Linked DNA regions of Mus musculus: region 2 is linked to region 1. A link is a contact called in public HiChIP or PLAC-seq data. All regions are on one chromosome and are shown on one strand. Each heading gives the region's core, a stretch centred on a gene start, on an enhancer-like site or on the middle of the called end of the contact. The rest is flanking DNA. Distances are from core to core; before and after follow the strand shown. Region 1 holds the start of Rara (retinoic acid receptor, alpha). Region 2 overlaps Gm32385 (a long non-coding RNA gene).

Region 1 (5,936 bases), core at 1,461-3,960:
TGCCCCCACAGCCCACAGAAAGCGTGTGGGCTCCAGACAGCAGCAGGAGGGCGGGTGGAGGGAAACACAGGAGGAAAAGACAGCAGGCGTCAGCTAGGATGTGTAGCCAAAGCCTCTGCAAGCTGGGGGTATCAGTGGCTATGCTTCTTTCTCAAGACTTGGTAAGTCAAGACAACCTCGGTCATCTTGCCAGAGGCTCTTGCCACAGCTTCCCACACTCTCAAAACCACCACCACCAGCCAGGGGTGGGGTGCTGGGAGCAAATCATTGTACTTACTTGTCAAAGGGATGGGATTGCCTTCCCCAGCCACCATCACCCTACATCCTAGGCAGTGCTCCCCAGCAGACCGTAGGGAGGACTCAGCGCACCAGGGCCCCCTCCAATTGAGAAGGGGTCCCTCTCTGCTCAGGCATCCCCGGGGGCATTAAGGCTATTCCGAGCCCTGCCCGCATGACGCCTAACTCTGAAGACTATCCATCTAAAACCCCAGTTCCTGAACAGAGTCACCTGGTAAGAAAAAAACGCAGAAGGCAGAGCCAGCTTCAGAGAGCAAACGGTTAACGGAAGCGTCCGTGTCAGTGTCCCCCCCACCCCCACCCAAGCAGACCTGAAGGCTACTCAAGTGTCCTCACCCCCTCACTAGACAGGCTGACAGGAACAACGTCATGGCGTGTGTGGGTGACTGTGCCCACCGGAGGAGGCACAGGGGTGATCAGGATGAGCTACAGCTAGCTTCCTGCCAGGCTGCCACATGGTTAAGAGGAGGAGGTGAACCAGAGAGGGATCCCAGAGTGGCAGCAGGTGCATTCAGGGTCAGATGAGAGAGAGAGAGAGAGAGAGAGAGAGTCAGAGCTGTGGCAGGCAAGGCCCAGCCCGGGGGGCTTCACTGAACTGCGACCAGCTCCTGCAGTGTGGGTCTTCTGCATACACCACAGGTTCACACCCTCCAAGTGCCTGCACACCCACCATCGTAGGCTCCCAAGGGCCTACTTGAGTCTGACCCCACTGACCGCTCTGCTTCCCAGCCCAGCCTCCCAGGCAGCAGTGATGTATATGCCAACCCCTCCCAGTGCATCATCTTTCAGAGACACAAACTCTGTGACTCCACATCCCCCCCTATTCCTCAGGAGAAAGAGCTACATAGATAACTCCAGAACCTCTTCTTGCTCCCTCCCCCTACTCATCTCCACCCCTCCAGGGGAAGCCCCAAGGCTCCAGGCCACCCCCACTCGAATCTGGGCCTTCCGTGCTTCATCTCCATACAAAGCCCTGGAGGAGTAAGAGGAGTTTGGGGGTCTGAACCCTAATTTCCTCACAGGACATCAGAGTCCTTACTGGATAATATCCTCCCCCGCCACTCCCCCACTCGCGTGCCCCAAGTTTTGCCTTGTGAAGATAAAAGATGACAAATCTGAGTCCCATCCCCGGGCTGATGGGGTGATCAAGGGCAGAACTGAGAGCAAAGGGTAGCAATTCTGTTGGAAAACATCCACACATACATGTGCACACGGTCCACAGGTAGAAGGTAGCCATCTGGCTGCAACATCGGGAGCTGGCATCAGGTAAGGAGCAAGGGGTACCATCCCTTCCATGCCAGCATGCTGGGCATCCTATCCAAGACGGGATGAATAGTGGAGGGGCAGGGCAAGAAACTTCCCAAGACTCAGTTTGTTGTTGTTGTTGTTGCTTTTTAAATTATTTCCATATGAGCTAGCCCCCACCCCCAGCCTTGCACACTGGGGAATCTGTCCCCCTTTCCCACGAACAGTAAGACAGCAGGGCAGTGCCCAGAGAGAAAAGGAGACACAGTTAAACTGATCTGCCAACCACCCCTCAACATACACACATCTGGCTAGCAGCTTCCAAGCCTCGTGGGTGGCACTAAATCCCAGACATCCTCAGCGAAGCAAGGTCGGCCAGTCTATTCTGTCCTTCCCTCACCCCAAAAGGCTTCCACAAGCCCCAAGTAACACAAAACTCAGGCGCGTCTCACCCAACTGCTCTGGCTCCCGCACCCAATTCTGACGGCTCCCCCACACTCCAACCGAGACACCAGCTGAGCGGGCCCCGCCCCCCCAGCCAGTTCCCTCTGGTGGGGGTGGGCCCCTGGCTGATTCTCCCCAAACCACAGGGCGGCTCAGGTAACAGGAGAAAGAGTAGGAGGGGGCTAGTCCGTTGGGCATCTGATCTCTCCCCAAACAGGTTTCAAGAAGTCTTTTTGTTTGGTTTGGGTTTGAAGAGAAAAGAGAGTTCCCAGCAGTAGATCCGCCACGACTGGAGCGCCGAGGACACGCGCGGCAGGCGGCCGCAGAAGCCTCAAGGCTGTGCGCGCGAAGACGCGGCGCAGACGGGGCTCCCCAACCCCGGACACGCCAGCGGCAGGCTGGGAAGTCCAGGAAACCCCAGGTCCCCGTCGAAACTGCCGGGCACCCAGTCCCCGCCCGCAGTTCCCATCCAGAGTGGGCCACCGGGCCCCGAAGTGTGAGAGAATCGAGGGTTCCCCAGGGTTCCAGGGGAGAGGTTACCTCGAAGCGAGGGGATGCAACCCGTCTGCGTGTCTGCGGGCACAGGGTCTGCCCCAAGCAGGCGCCGCGGCGCTGCCCGGCGTCAGGGGTGTGGGGTCCTCCGAGAGGAGCCGTCCGGGGGGCCGCAGCTCAGGGGCGCGGGGCGACGGCAGCGGCCATGGCGAGTCACGTGCAGAGGCTGAAACTTTACCCGGAGCCCTAGACTGGGGGGGGCGGAGGGTATGGAGCTGGGGTGGGAGGGAGGCCCCCCTGCCGCAGGCCCGCCCCTGCATGCCACGGGCCAATCACTAACCGGGGGCGGGTCCTCATGCTCACACCCGCCCCTCTCTCCTTAATAGACCCAGGGAAGGGCGAGTCTTAAAGGAGACGCTTCCAGCTAGTGGCCGGACCGTGGGAATCTGGGAGAATCCCTCCCTCAACACGCCAGAAAGAGATTCGGGGTGTGTGTGTGTGGGGGGGGGGGCGGTGTGAAGTTCAGAGAAAAGAATAAATTACGACTCGGCGGTGAACGAACCTCAGGGTGCGGGATCCTACACACACTCCCTTTCCCCACCCCCCACCCCGCTACACGCCCACACTCACAGAGACACACACACATCACACACACCTACCAAACCTGGGAAGAAAGGAGGTGGTGTAATATGGAGAACGCACTGACTCCTGCCCCAGCTGTCAAGTCTCTGTCTCTCCTAATCACAATCCTCCGGGGCCAGCTGAAACTGAAAGCTATCTGACCTTGAGCAAAACACTTGGCTCCTCTGGACCTTAGTATTTCTCATCTGTAAAGCCGAAGTACAAAGGGAAGACCGTCTTCTCCATAGAACATCCTTCTTTCCCAAACACCTCTCCGGCTTGAGTAGGTTAGAGGAAATTTCTAGCTCAACTGAATCCCTTCGAGTAGCTAGAAATATGGTCACCCCAAGCCAGCTCTTTGGACGGCCTGGAGTCGCTCTCCATTCTAGAAGACCCACTTGAGGGCCGAGGGCAGTTCATACATGTTCCAGGAGGACAGGATCTGAACCACACTCCATCTCCAGACCTCAATTCCCAACTGTCACAAGCCCCCTCCGGGCCAGCCGGAGGTTAAGGTTTCCACCTCTAACACTGCACTGGAGGAGGGTGAGTCCACTATGCAGTGCCTACCTCACCCGAGTTCCCGGGCAGAGAAGTGGCAACTGCCCCCCACAGGACATCCCACTGGCAAGGGAAGTGCCACACACCCAGGCCTCCACCCTGGGGACGCTCAGTCTAATCCGATGTCCGGATTTTCAGACTAAGAACAGGAGGTCCGAGGCCCATATGGGATTTTGTCCACGGTTGCATGGGTGTCTGAACCGGGCCTAGAACTAGAATATCTGCTTGTCTCTCTGTGGCTTTGCTCTGGCGGCCTTGGAAGGTAGGTAGCACAGCTCAGGTCCGTGGGACACTCTGTCCAGAGGTCGGACGCAAGGGAAAACTCCGCAAAGCGGTGCAGCGCTTCCCCAGACCCTTGCCGCCCCGCTGGGCTAGCGCAGTCTCCCGCTCCCGTCTGGATTTCCGCCGGGGCGAACCACCCGCCCAGCCCCTCTCTTGCCGCCCCGCCCCGATCTGTCCCGTCCAGATCCATCCACAAACATGCGCTCAGCAGGCAAGAATGCGTCAATGGCTCCCAGATGTGGAGGCCGCCGCTTAACCCATTCCCTTCCACGCACCCACTCCCGTGCCCCCGTCAAGCCTTCCAGCCAGAGCCCCACCATCATCAGGAGCCTCCATACAAGTGAGGAACCTACCTGGCTGAGAGGGTAGCCTAGGGCCAGTTCACCTCTAGTTTCCATAGGCTCCTCTAGCCTAGATCCTACCAGATAGGTGCATGCACAGAGTTACACTGCCTCCCTCCCACATGGGCAGCCTTCAGACACACCTGCGGGCATATGGATTCAGGTACACTTTTTTCAGGTACTTTTTCTTCTTCTTTCTTTCTTTCTTTCCTTCCTTCCTTCCTTCCTTCCTTCCTTCCTTCCTTCCTTCCTTCCTTTCTTTCTTTCTTTCTTTCTTTCTTTCTTTCTTTCTTTCTTTCTTTGTTCTTCTTCTTTCCCCTTCTTTCTTTCTTCTCCTTTCTTCTTTTTCTTCTTCTTTCTTCTTCTTGGACAGGGGTTCAGAAACCTCTGTGTAGCCCTGACTGTACTGGAACTTGCTCAGTAGACCTGGCTGGCCTTGAACTCAGGGGATCTGTGCCTGCCCTGCCTTCTGGGTGCAGGGTAGGATTAAAGGTGTGTGCCTTACCTTGTTGCATATGGGTATACTCTTCTTGAACACACACCCTGGGACAAATGGCCAGCCCCACACATGCTCATAATGTGACTGTGTACACCTCCAAGGCATATATGCACACCCGACACACACACACAAAGGGTGCCTACACATAAGGCCATGGAGTGGAGTGGAGTGTGCATATGAAATGATGCAGCTGGAGGTCCATATGGGCACAAAAGAGAAAACCCATACTCACACAAACCACTGCCCAGAGGAGTCAGACACATTCAAGATTGGACACACAGCCTACACACTGTGGGACACTTCCTTCATGCCCAGGGCACCACAGGTCCAAAGTCCAGCCCTACCCAAGCATGACTGCAGGATCAGAAGAGGTCCCTGGGCAGGGGACCAGGAGTCAGAAGTCCACAGCAGTAGTTGTGTTGGTCTCAAAAACGGGGTTCTCGGGACTGGAGAGATGGTTCAGAGGTAAGAGCACTGACTGCTCTTCTGAAGGTCCTGAGTTCAATTCCCAGCAACCACATGGTGGCTCACAACCATTGGTAATGAAACCTGACGCCCTCTTCTGGAGTGTCTGAAGACAGCAACAGTATACTTACATATAATAAATAAATCATTTAAAAAACAAAACAAAAAAACCAGGGTTCTCACACCCTTCAGCCAGGCACCCTGTTTCAGGAGAGCAGAGTACTTAGACTACAGCAAGAGGCTAATGGGAGAGAAGAGCCCCAGGGCTATCCTAGGTCCTCCACTCCTGCACGCAGGAGACAGGCTGTGGGGGTGGGAATGGGGGAAGCACTGGTTTCCCAAGACAAGTAGAGTCCCTCATCAGACTAGAGGAGGCCAGGGTGGGCCTCAGACAGGTAATAACTGTCCAGTGACAGCTCCTAGTCCTCAAAGGAGTTACAGCTTGTGGAACTCAAAAACAAAACAAAACAAAACAAAACAAAACAAAACAAAAAAGCCAGCATCAAGCCAGGTGTGGTTGCATACACCTGTAACCTCTAACACCAGCACTCGGGAGGCTGCAGCAGGAGCACTGCCAGAGTTCAAGGCCAGTTTGGACCATGTAGTCATGGCTACAGAGAAAGACCTTGTTTCAAAGCAGAATGACCAAAGGATAGCATATCCAGAAGTGGAAGCAGGAGTGAGCATTA
Region 2 (5,936 bases), core at 1,410-3,909, 320 kb before region 1:
GCTATGAGTGGTTGTGCACACTTCTAATCTCAGCACTCAGAAGGCAGAGGCAGGCAGATCTCTGTGAGTTTGAGGCCAGCCTGGTCTATAGTGTGAGTTCCAGGACAGCCAGGGCTAAACACACACACACACACACACACACACACACACACACACCCTATCTCAAAAAATCAAACAAAAACAAAAAAGGGGGGTATTTCCTATTATAAAAATCAAGCTGCCAAAAAGTCTTCCTCGGCCTCTTTGTCTGTCTGTTCACTTGCTCTGGTGTGAGTTGTGGTTTGTATAGAGACACGTAGGCAGAGGTTAGACCGCAGAGCTTCCTGCCGGCGTCTTCCTCTATCACTCTCTGACATATTTTTTTTCTTCCAGACAGGGTCTCTTCCTTAACCTAGAGTGTCCCATTTGGCTGCAGACAGGTGGACTGGGGATCCACACCCCTATCCTCATGCTTGCGCAGCTGAGTCATCTCCTCGGCCTGTGTTTGACTTTCCGAAAGACTAAAGGTTTCAAAAAGCTAAAGAAAGAATTTACAAAAGCATGCGTAAGAGTTCAACTTAAAGGGAATAGAGGGGATGCTGGCTGGATCCCTGATTTTGTTTGTTGTGAGAGAAGGTCTTGCTATGTAGTCTTTGATAACCTTCAAACTAGAGCCTCCTGCCTCAGCCTCTCAAGTACTCCTGGGATTACAGCCATGTACCCATGCCCACTTCTTCCCTTGTTACTGTTGTTGATGATGTGTGTGCGTGCGTGCGTTTGTGTGTGTGTGTGCACGTGCGTGTGCATGTCTGCATGTGTGTGTGCTTGTGCATGTGTGTGCTGTGTGTCTGTATGTGTGTGCACATGTGTGTTCGTGTGTGTGTGTGTATGTGTGTGCATGTGCAGTTGTTCTGGCAGTTAGGGAAACTACTTTTCCCTTGTTTTTAACAGAAAGAAAAACTACTCTTATTTTAATTCTTTTTTACCCTTTTTAGTCTTTTCTTATTTTTACAACGAAATGTAAATAATAGATGATAGATCAATTGAGAGACAATAGATAAGCTACAGAGTCATAGATGATAACCATACAAAGAGATAGAAAAACTATAGAGTGAAGATGTATTTTCATGACAGATGCATACACTCAACATGCATAAAGTCCTAGCTTTGATTTCCAGAACAAAACAATAAGTTGTTGCCCCTGAAGACTGTTTCTTGGGACACTTCCCACCTCCTCCTTTAAATCAGAGTAGTTTCTACAGTGTCAGCATCAGTTGGTAAAGCATGAGAGCCTGAGAGTGGATCCACAGCCCCCTCAGAAAAGCTGAAAGTGGTCACATACTCCTGTAGCTTTTAACCCAACCCTGGGGAAGGAGAGACAGGAAGATCCCTGAGGCTCACTGGCTAGCCAGCCTGGGCCAATCCATGAGCTCAGATTCATGAGCGTCACATTGTGTGGGTGATCCTGTCTCAAAAACTAAGAGAGAGGGTGTGTTTGGGGAATACACCCAGCATTAACATTTGACCTCCACATGCACAGGCACACATTCTAATACACACACACACACACACACACACACACACACACACACACACACAGACAGATACAAATACACAGCACACACAAAAAAGATATTTATTTAATGTTGATGTATTATGTATACACTGTTTTGCCTGCATGTATGCCTGCACACCAGAAGAGGGCACCACATCCCGTTACAGATGGTTGTGAGCCACCATGTGGTTGTTAGGAACTGAATTCAGGACTTCTGGAAGATTAGTCAGTGCTCTTAACTGATGAGCCATCTCTCCAGCTCCAAAAAAAAGATATTTTTAACATAGATTTAAGTAGGTGGCTATTAGAAAGAGAGGCACTCGGGAGAGAACTGCACATATCCAAGCACAGGCACAGACTTTCTAAGCAAGAATAACACTGAAAGTTTCTTACCAGTAGCCACTCCCAGGACTCAGGGTTCTCTCTAGTTCTATCTCAGACCATTGCTAAGAACCCTGTCTTTGATAAATGGCACATAGGGTGAATCCTGGGGTGCTTTAGAGAGAAACAAAATCACATAAGGTCCCCACAGGTCACAAAGTTTAAACAATGGGACTAAGGCAAGCTTTGTACTGTGGGCAGAATGTTGTAATTGTAATTCTTGGGGAGCTTCTATGCCCCTTGCTCCCAAATAACTTCAGGGTGTTTTTACACCTGCTGTAACCCATTCTAGCTCCCAAATAAAGGAACAGAAACCTAGTGTTTTTATTAATAAACTGTAAGCAGATTCTGATCTGTTCTAGCCAAACTAGGCTGCTACCACCTAGCCAAACAGTCCTTTAACTGCATCTGTGTCTAGCCTTGGCTATGACATCTGGTCCATGTGTATGCTCACGGCAGCTCTCTTTGTTATTAACCAGCCACAGGTGATGGAAAACAATTTTTACATAACATAAAGACCAGAGATGCTTGACCATGCATGCCATCCTCCACTCAGCAAGTGATAACTGTGTTTCAACCCCACTAGTAAAGGCTGGACTCCACCATCTGATATGATTGACTAATTGTCACAAAGAGGAAGGGGGAAAGTTAGGAAACGTAAATCCTTGTCCAGCTAACCACCCTTTAACAAGAGCAAACACAAACCACGTTTCTCGCTGTGGCCACTGAGAAAAACAGGGTGGAGAAGAGGAACCAGACTCTGAATCTTTATAGCCTGTAAAGCTAACAATAGAATGCAATTGTGCTACACTGTAACAATGTGTGATTAAGGTCCTAACATAACCTCCTCCTGTAATAAAGTATTTGCCTGTGCTCAATAGCGAGAAACATGACAGGAAGCAGAAGCACCATGGAAGATGCCAGAAGAGACTTTGTCCTGCTTTTTTATTATCGAGCTACAGGGACAAGAGATGAGCCCAGTGGGTAACAAGGTCCCTGCTTTATCACTCCACGGGAGGTGTACGGGACAGATGGGCATGCATGGAAGCATTTCTCATACACACAAAAGCCTGCTGGAAAATGCTGACAAGCAAGCATGTTCATTGCAAAACTCTTCATCAAAGTGTCGTCTTCATAACTAACACACAGAACAAGCTCAACCACACCATGTGGAGACACGCTCTGTCGTGTGAGCAGAACTCAGCTACATCCCAAAAAAAGACGACTAGCTGGTAAAGGCTCTCACCCATACCAATTATTTTGAAAGTTTAAAAGAAAAAAAATTCCTGTATTTGCTGGCCAATTGTGTATCTTTAATCCTATTAAAATATAGGCTTGATTGAGTAGTATCTTAAGCCGCTAATGAAATTATACTTTGTGAACCGAGTAATACCCAAGCCCTGAGAGATTATTGCCCCAAATTAAAAGATAGTGGGTGGAACTGTCTATCTAAAGAAAGGCTAAAGCACAAAACTGCCTGGAGGAAAAAGCCAACGAGTATGAACTTGTATAACTGTCCGTCTATCTGTGCCGCTTTATAGAATAAAAACAGCACAAAGCCAGCAGGATGCCTCAGCAGGGAAAGGTGCTACCTGCTGCCAAGTCTTATGACTTGAGTTTGATTCCCAGGACCCACTGGGTGGAAAGAGACAACCAACTCCAGCAAGTTATTATCTGACCTCCACACGTGCACCATGGTACATGTATTCACACCCAATAGATAAATAAGTCTTTAACTATATATGTACAGACAGATAATAATGATGATGGTGATGATGATGATGATATATATATATATATATATATATATCGAGAGAGAGAGAGAGAGATAATATGATGATAGATGATAAATGTAGAGACAGATACATAGATAATAGATATAAAGATAGATAAGTAGATATAGAGATGAATGATAGATTAGATAGATATAGAGATAGATGACAGTAGATTTAGAGACAGATACATAGATGTTAAATATAGAGATAGATAAAAGATATAGATGACAGGTGATAGATACAGAGGTAGATGATGATGAAGTAGATAGGTAGGTAGATAGATAGATAGATAGATAGATAGGTAGATAGATAGATAGATAGATAGATGATAGATAGATGATAGATAGATAGATAGATAGATAGATAGGTAGATAGGGTGATGGAGATAGATGTGTGTGACAGATAAAAGTATTAAATAGATTAAGATTTATCATCCTTTGGTTCAGCAGTTAAGAGCATTGGCTGCTCTTCCAGAGGTCCTGAGTTCAAATCCCAGCAACCACATGGTAGCTCCCAACCATCTGTAATGGGATCTGATGCCCTCTTCTGGTGTGTCTGAAGACAGCTACTGTGGACTCATATACATTAAATAAATAAATAAATTTCAAAAATGAAAAAAATTCATTTGTTTCAAAAAAAGATTTATCATCCTTGCATATAACAATGTATCATATAAAAATAAATTGATCTATTACTATTCCTTTCATGATTGTCACAGGCTTCCATAAGCACAGGCTGAAAGAGATGTCATTTACTCTAAAACCCAATGCCGGGGCTGGAAAGATGGCTCAGTGGTTAAGAGCACTGACTGCTCTTCCGAAGGTCCTGAGTTCAATTCCCAGCAACCACATGGTGGCTCACAACCACCTGTAATGAAATCTGACATCCTCTTCTGGTGCATCTGAAGACAGCTACAATATACTTAGATGTAATAATAAATAAATCTTTAAAAATAAATAAATAGATAGATAAATTAATAAATAAAACCCAATGCCAAATTCCTACCACATTGTTTAGTTTTTAAAAATCCCCAACATGAAAGACAGCTGCTTGATTTGGGGGCTTTTTATAAATACTAAAAACACAAGGAATGGGGCATTGTTGAACTACTGGTCTGTCTCCTGGTAATTCAGTGCCTTCACCTCCCTCAAGTAGACGGGGAATACAGAAGATGCAAACTAGTTCCTCTACAAAGGGCGTTTCCACTTGAGTAAGAGGACATAGGTATGAGTGGAACACACAGATCAATTACAAGTGGGAAATCCTGGCCCAAGCAATTACTGGGCACAAGATAAACAATGAAACTAACTACATCTGCTTGACACACTTGAAGTCATGTGATCACAGAGTAGACAGATGCTCAGAACACCCTTATCATCGTTACAATCTTAATACTGCAGATCTTTAAGGCAAAGCATTTTCTCACACATGGAAAGGGGATTTTAAAGTGTGGTTCTGATTAGTTTTTCTCTTCCTGTATAATATTGTTACTCTGTGATCAGTCTCTGTGAGGAAATTTGAACAAAAGCCAAGCTGTCTCCCAGGCCTTCATCTCAGCGAAGGGAACTCAGGTCCAGGAACTCATGTTCAGTGGAAACAGTGATTCCCTTCACATGTTTGTTCTCTGCTCTCTCTGTACCTGGCTCGGAGCTGGAGAGTGCTGACAGCATGGGGCTTGCATCAGCCAGACTGTGCAGCTGAGCACCCAGCACTAAGCAGGCATTTCCCTCCCGCCCTCGAGAGAACACTTCCCACACAGAGGGAAAAGAAGACAAGATAAAGGGAATGGGAAGAGGTTGGGCTTTAAGACTGAGGCTGCAGATCCTGTTCCTGCACCGGAGAGCCTGCAAACCAACCAAACTGTAGGGGTGTTTGGGGACATGATCATGTAGGAAAACTGTGCCCCGGGAAAGAAACAAGAGCCAAATAGGTTGTGGGTGCCCATGGAGCACGGACAGGAGATGCCAACAAACAACCTGCCTGCTATCTCCTTGCCACCAACCTTCAAGCCCTCACCTGTGCAACGATGCAAGGGAGAGAGTGTCTAGATGCTGAGAAACAGGAGGCTTGGCTTGGAGATGTAGCTCAGTTGGCAGGGTACTTACCTTGCATGATCCCCAGCACCACGTAAACTAAGGATGATATTAGAAGCAGAGACCCCGGCACTAAGGGCATTGGAAGATCAAGGTCATCTTGGCTACATAGAAAATTCAATTCTAGCCTGGGCTACATAGGACCCTGTCTCA

What was found. HiChIP or PLAC-seq counts read pairs in DNA pulled down with a chosen protein or histone mark.
Region 2: a contact with region 1 is called in an H3K27ac HiChIP or PLAC-seq map of large pre-B cells, with 2.0 times the contacts expected there. The contact joins the enhancer-like site here to the promoter of Rara in region 1. A contact is called at or near these places in 3 of 39 promoter capture datasets (frontonasal cranial neural crest, hippocampal neurons and maxillary cranial neural crest), 1 of 484 Hi-C or Micro-C datasets (CD8 T cells), 2 of 115 datasets of contacts at active chromatin or transcription factors (forebrain and large pre-B cells) and 2 of 9 other capture datasets (adipose tissue and pancreatic islet).

Annotation. Positions count from the first base shown.
Region 1 is chr11:98,934,470-98,940,405 of GRCm38.p6, reverse strand. It overlaps Rara (retinoic acid receptor, alpha), which reads right to left and starts at 2,710. Exons shown (of 9, transcript NM_009024.2): 1 at 2,527-2,710. It overlaps Gm46294, which reads left to right. Exons shown (of 3, transcript XR_003949771.1): 2 at 2,204-2,482; 3 at 2,865-3,143.
Region 2 is chr11:99,249,879-99,255,814 of GRCm38.p6, reverse strand. The region is part of intron 2 of Gm32385 (a long non-coding RNA gene); the gene reads right to left. Among named protein-coding and RNA genes, the nearest start is that of Krt222, 8.7 kb to the right of the region's middle. Within about 2 kb of position 2,659, at least 16 of the 459 cell types and tissues checked have an H3K27ac peak or open chromatin away from gene starts, as enhancers often do.